Linked DNA regions of Mus musculus: region 2 is linked to region 1. A link is a contact called in public Hi-C data. All regions are on one chromosome and are shown on one strand. The core of a region is the stretch at or near the end of the contact, and the rest is flanking DNA. Distances in the headings are between cores, read along the strand shown.

The links. A called contact is a pair of places that touch in the nucleus more often than the background predicts.
Region 2: a Hi-C map of bone marrow-derived macrophages shows a contact between it and region 1, with 2.6 times the contacts expected there. A contact is called at or near these places in 3 of 39 promoter capture datasets (embryonic stem cells, pre-B cells and stem cell-derived epiblast-like cells), 1 of 484 Hi-C or Micro-C datasets (bone marrow-derived macrophages) and 1 of 9 other capture datasets (adipose tissue).

What each region holds. Positions count from the first base shown.
Region 1 is chr19:11,230,846-11,233,760 of GRCm38.p6, forward strand. It overlaps Ms4a12 (membrane-spanning 4-domains, subfamily A, member 12), which reads right to left and starts at 1,608. Exons shown (of 7, transcript NM_001374133.1): 1 at 1,524-1,608. All of the region lies in intron 1 of 4930526L06Rik (RIKEN cDNA 4930526L06 gene), which reads left to right.
Region 2 is chr19:11,348,933-11,351,739 of GRCm38.p6, forward strand. No RefSeq gene overlaps it. Among named protein-coding and RNA genes, the nearest start is that of Ms4a7, 14 kb to the left of the region's middle.

The DNA.
Region 1 (2,915 bases), core at 358-2,857:
CATAAAGCCATTGTAAGAGTTCCCAGCATAGGTCAAGAGCTTGGTGATGGCAGTGACTATTGTGTTATTAGAACCCATCTTATTTCTTATTATCTTATTTCAAATAGAGGATGCGTGTCCATTTGGTGAAATGGGTTGAACTTCAAAAGGTCAATGCCAAGAGCAAGGAGACAGGAGATGGGTGTATAAAGTCAGAACAAGAATTTTCCTGGGCTTTAAAAAGTATAGAATTAAATGATTGTTCTATGAGAGGGGAAGGAGAGGGAGGGACACACACACACACACACACACACACACACACACACACAGTGTGTATTTTTTGTCTCTGATAACTTTGCTAGGGAAATTTTAAGACTTCTTATCTGTGATCTAGTTTTTGAACATGGAAGTTTCACATGGAACACAGACTATTAATACCTAACTCTGTAAAACACATCTCAGGATGGATTTGTGCCCAAACTGCTGAAGTTTTAGAAAATGATTAGAAAATGACCCAGTTCTACATTTTTTGGTTCATATGAAAATGACCTAGTATGTAGATGTGGAAGTGATGCCAGGGAAACAGGATTAAGTGATCCTCCAATCAAAATGAAGATCCAAACTGATCCTTCAATCAAAATGAGGACCCAAACAGATCCTCCAGTCAAAATGAGGATCCACATAAAGGGAAGACAGTCAGCTCAGTGCTGAGTCTATTGTCATAGTTTTGTTTCTTTTCTTTTCTTCTTCTTTTTTTTTTTTAAAGGAGTTAGCACATTTTTTTCTCTTAGCAAATGATAAGCTATTTACAACCAGCTTTTTTCTGAAAAATGAGAACTAACAACCATTTTCAAGCACACAAACACATAAATAAAAACACCAAAGTTCTGGTGAATTATAAAGCATAAGGACTATAGCAATAGGAGAAAAACCAGCTGGTGAACTAATCCAAGTAAAGATGGGAAAATATGACTGTAATTTCTTACCACCTCCTTTCCACCTTTGTTTGAAAAGAAGGAAAATGATACTATTGTTTAGAATGTATTATATAGCATATAATGAAACATCACAGTGACTCATAGACACTTCCAACCGAATCATGCAGGACATATGTCTGAAAATATCATCTTTCAGCAAATATTAAAAAATGCTGACCCAGTGAAGGGTGATTTCCCAGTCTTCATTTTCCATAAAGAAGCCTCTTTAGTGAATCATATTCAGAAACTGTGTGTTTCAGTGTCTCTGTTATGCGTGGACCCTCGATCACGACACTGTCACCAAGGGTTCCTGCTTGCCGGTTACTATTCATGGAATTTCATACATGTGTATCCACTATCCTTAGCATTAGATTTACACACATGGGTATGTGTCTATAGATTCGCTTGAAGTGCCTTTAGTAGTAATTGTCTTGTTTCTCTCCGGGTTTCTCTTTCATTCGTCAACTGTCTCAATACAGATTTAAGAATTGGCTTCACCTCTCCCACCCAGAGAGTAGAATGTGGCAGCAAACCCACCCAAACAGATCAGCCCCGTTCCATACCCACCGAGAAAGGCAGGGTGGTTTCAGTGGACCTATGCAGCTTCCCAGAACCTCTGGGCTCTCTCTTTCTCAGCTATATGTTCTGCTCTGATCTTGGATATTTATCTGGGATTTATAAGTGCCTTTACTTCCTTGCTTCAAGCGAGCCTATCCTATCTTTATATAGTTCCAAAGTCCTTTCATTAAGCACTTTCACCCCATTTGTAAATTTGAGAATGCGTTGTAGTTTGTATTTATGCAGGGAAGTGTGTTCTGACTCACTTATGCTGGGAAGTGACACTTCCAGACACTTCTTGTTCCTTTCTCCAGCCCCTTAGCTTTCTGACCCTCACTAAAGCAGTGCCACACCACGTTCTAGTGCCTTTTAAACCAGACAAGTACAACTGTAAAACACAGACAATGAAGAACAGAAAGAGGAGGAGTAAAAGTGCCTGCACTCTGGACACCTGGACACTGCTACTGAGGATAATTCATCAGGATTCGCAAACTTTCGTGTGCCAGGATTCGTGTTACATACAGATGTACATGGTGTTGTAAAGACTCACCAAATTAAGGTAGATTGTGTAGGTTTTCTATACTACACCCTTTTAACTTACCATTTTATTAATACCTTTACAGGTCAATCAACCCTTATAATTCTCAATACTGTTATGTTATAATTTTGGAGGCAGTCTAACTATTCATGTTCATTTGTGTCTTAGAGGTGCAAACAAGTGTCCTAAGAACAGAGATCCAATGTATATTCTTGCCTTCAAAAGCCCCATGGCTGTCAAGTTTCACATGTGGTGAGATCCATTGAGCAAGTGGGATCAGTGTCAATTCTTTTCACACACACACACACACACACACACACACACACCACTACCACCACCACTACCACCACCACCACCACTACCACCACCACCACCACCACCACCACCACCACATGAATGGTTAGGAAAGAATGGTTTTTGAAAATATTGTTTTTATTTATTCTTTGAGAATTTCATACAATATATGCTCATATAATATATATGGAAAAGAATATTTTATTCTTTTTTTCCTTTCCCAAATCCTCTCAGGTCCCCATCACCTCCCCAACCACCCGACTTCATGTTCTTTCTCTCTCTAAAAATGGATAGCCAACCAACCAACTGTGGAGTCCAAGTAGGTCAACTACTCCTGAACATGTGGCCTGTCCTGGAGTATGGTAGATACCAAGGGCCATTCGGTTGAGGAAAACATATTTCCCTTCTCCTAGCAGCATCAATCGTGACTAGCTTCCTGGCTAGGAGTAGGACTTTTTAAAAGAGTTTGCTTTTAAATTATCTTTGTGTATTAATGGTGGTTTCCTTTCTCTTTTGGATTTGTATTTGTATGTATTTTTTCTAAAGTAGACAACATGATGCTGGAGCAT
Region 2 (2,807 bases), core at 74-2,573, 120 kb after region 1:
CCTTACCATTACCTGCTTACCCCAGGAGAACTGGCCCTAGTGGTGTGGGTGCAAGAGAGCTGATAGTTTGACCAGCTCAGCTACCACCTAGGACCAGATCTAGGGCTTTGAGCTGACACACCACGACATCTACCCTACTTATGAGCTGCTGGAGCATGTGAAATGGCTAGTCCTGTTGAACCAAAGCTCTGGAATCTCCATAACTCAGGGCAATAGTAAGGTATCAGAGAGGAGTCTTGCTGAATGCCAATTAGTGTTGGTGTAGAAAAAGCCAGAGGTCTGGAATCAGACCATTCCACTGGACATTTTCAAATAAAGCTGTTTGGACAAAAGGGTATACTGTGTGACACATCATGACATACTGAACTTTCCACAGCAAGTTTCTTTTTAATTTGTTATATCTTGTTTTTAGTTTTTTTTCAGAGGGAGTTTGCAAGGGCAGAGGGTGGATATGGGAGAATGAGTGGGATTGAGCATGATGTGAAATTCACAAGGAATCAATAAAAATTATGGAAAATGATAATCATCTTCGTTGCCACTAAACAAATACATTATGGAAAAATTTCATAACCATTTTTATTACCACTAATCAAATATACTAAGCCTTATTACTATATGGGATAATTAATGCTGCCAGTTGTATTACAGAACATTCTATATGGTTTACACTGTATTAGTCAGGGCTCTTGAGAGCTTCAAACCCAATAGAATAAATCTCTGTATATGAATATATACTAATGTACATGTGGGGTGTGTGTATGTGTGCGTGTATCTGTTTGTCTGTCTATGTGTGTGTTAAGGGAGTTTTTAAGTTGGCTCACCCAATATTGTTAGGGTCCTTCAACCCTTGCTGTCTTATAGCAGAGACAGAACTCTGTAGTTGGTTCAGTCTACAGAGTAGGTGCCGAAACAGTGCTAATTATTTACTGAAGGCCTGGAGGATTTCTGGAGAACTGCTGATCTTCAGTCCAAGCTGTAAACAGGAAGACGGAGTGCTGAGTTGATGAGTGAAAGATTTAGCAGAATCAGCAACACAGTATAATGAATTCAGGAATTAGAGGTAAAACCAAGGAAGAAGAAAGAGTGAAAAAGCTTTGTAGGATAAAAGGAGTAGGTATACCGTTCCTGCCAGGGGCAAGCTTGTCTCCAGGGAGTGCTCTCACCCCCACCCCCCAAGACTCAGGGGAGATTGCCATTTTCTCTCCAGTGACTGGCTAAGGTGGGACCTGCCAGGAGCTCGCAGGCCAGAAGCAGAACAGCTGGGTCAGGGTCCTTCTTGCCTCCATCTGTACCCAGGAGGTGGAGCTGTTCTGCAGCCTCTGTGCACTGGTCTTGCTAGGAGAAAGCTGATCTCCCAGGAGTGCTGACACAGACTTACAGACTCACTGGAGGAACAAGCTCCAGCCAGAGACAGCAAGAACATCTAACAGAGATTACCAGATGGCGAACCAGGCAAACACAAGAATCTTGCCAACAGAAACCAAAACTACTTGGCATTATCAGAACCCAGTATTCCCACGACAGCAAGTCCTGGATACCCCAACACACCAGAAAATCAAGATTCATATTTAAAATCATATCTCATGATGCTGATAGAGGATTTTAAGAAGGACATAAATAACTCGCTTAAAGAAATACAGGAGAACACAGTTAAACAGGAAGAAGCCCTTAAAGAGGAAACACAAAAATCCCTTAAAGAGTTACAGGAGAACACAGGTAAACAGGTGAAGAAATTGAACAGAACCATGCAGGATCTAAAAATGGAAGTAGAAACAATAAAGAAATCACAAAGGGATAAAAGGAGTGGGTCAGACCAGTAGCGTTTTAAGTTACTATAGACCCATACTGTACTGGATGGTTTTGTGTGTCAACTTGACACAAGCTGGAGTTATCACAGAGAAAGGAGCCTCCCTTGAGGAAATGCCTCCATGAGAACCAGCTATAAGGCATTTTTTTCTATTAGTGATTAAGGGTGGGAGGGCCCATTGTGGTTGGTGCCATCCCTGGGCTGGTAGTCTTGCGTTCTATAAGAAAGCAAGCTGATCAAGGCAGGAGAAGCAAGCCAGTAACATCCCTCCATGGCCTCTGCATCAGCTCCTGCTTCCTGACCTACTTGAGTCCAGTCCTGACATCCTTTGGTGATGAACAGCAATGTGGAAAGTGTAAGCTGAATAAACCCTTTTCTCCCCAACTTGCTTCTTGGTCATGATGTTTGTGCAGGTATAGAAACCCTGACTAAGACACATACCTATCATGTGAGTTGAGAGATCTTTCCTAATGTGTGTGTGTGTGTGTGTGTGTGTGTGTGTGTGAGAGAGAGAGAGAGAGAGAGAGACAGACAGACAGACAGACAGACAGAAAGAGAGGAAGATTTCTCCAAAGTACTCTTTGTGTCTCTACCTTTTGTCCTGTCCCATCATTCTGATCATCTTATGCACCTTCATTACTGAGTTCATTCAAGATGGCATAAGACATATACACCCTAGTGTAGATCCAGAAAACCTAGGATCTAGTACTGGATCCTATGTCTTTTGGAGTTTCTAACATGTTTTCCAAGGCATGGAAATGATCTCAAGGAAACTTGGTTGTCCTGCCAGGAACATATGATGTACTGATGAACTTAGCACTTCATGGAAGCTAAAGTCACAAGGAAGCTCATTGAGAAGTTTGAAATACACACACTCTTGTACACACACATGGATACACACTCATTCAAACACAAACACAGACACTCATACATACAAACACACACTCATACACAAACATACACACACCCATACACAAACATACATACACACACACATCAC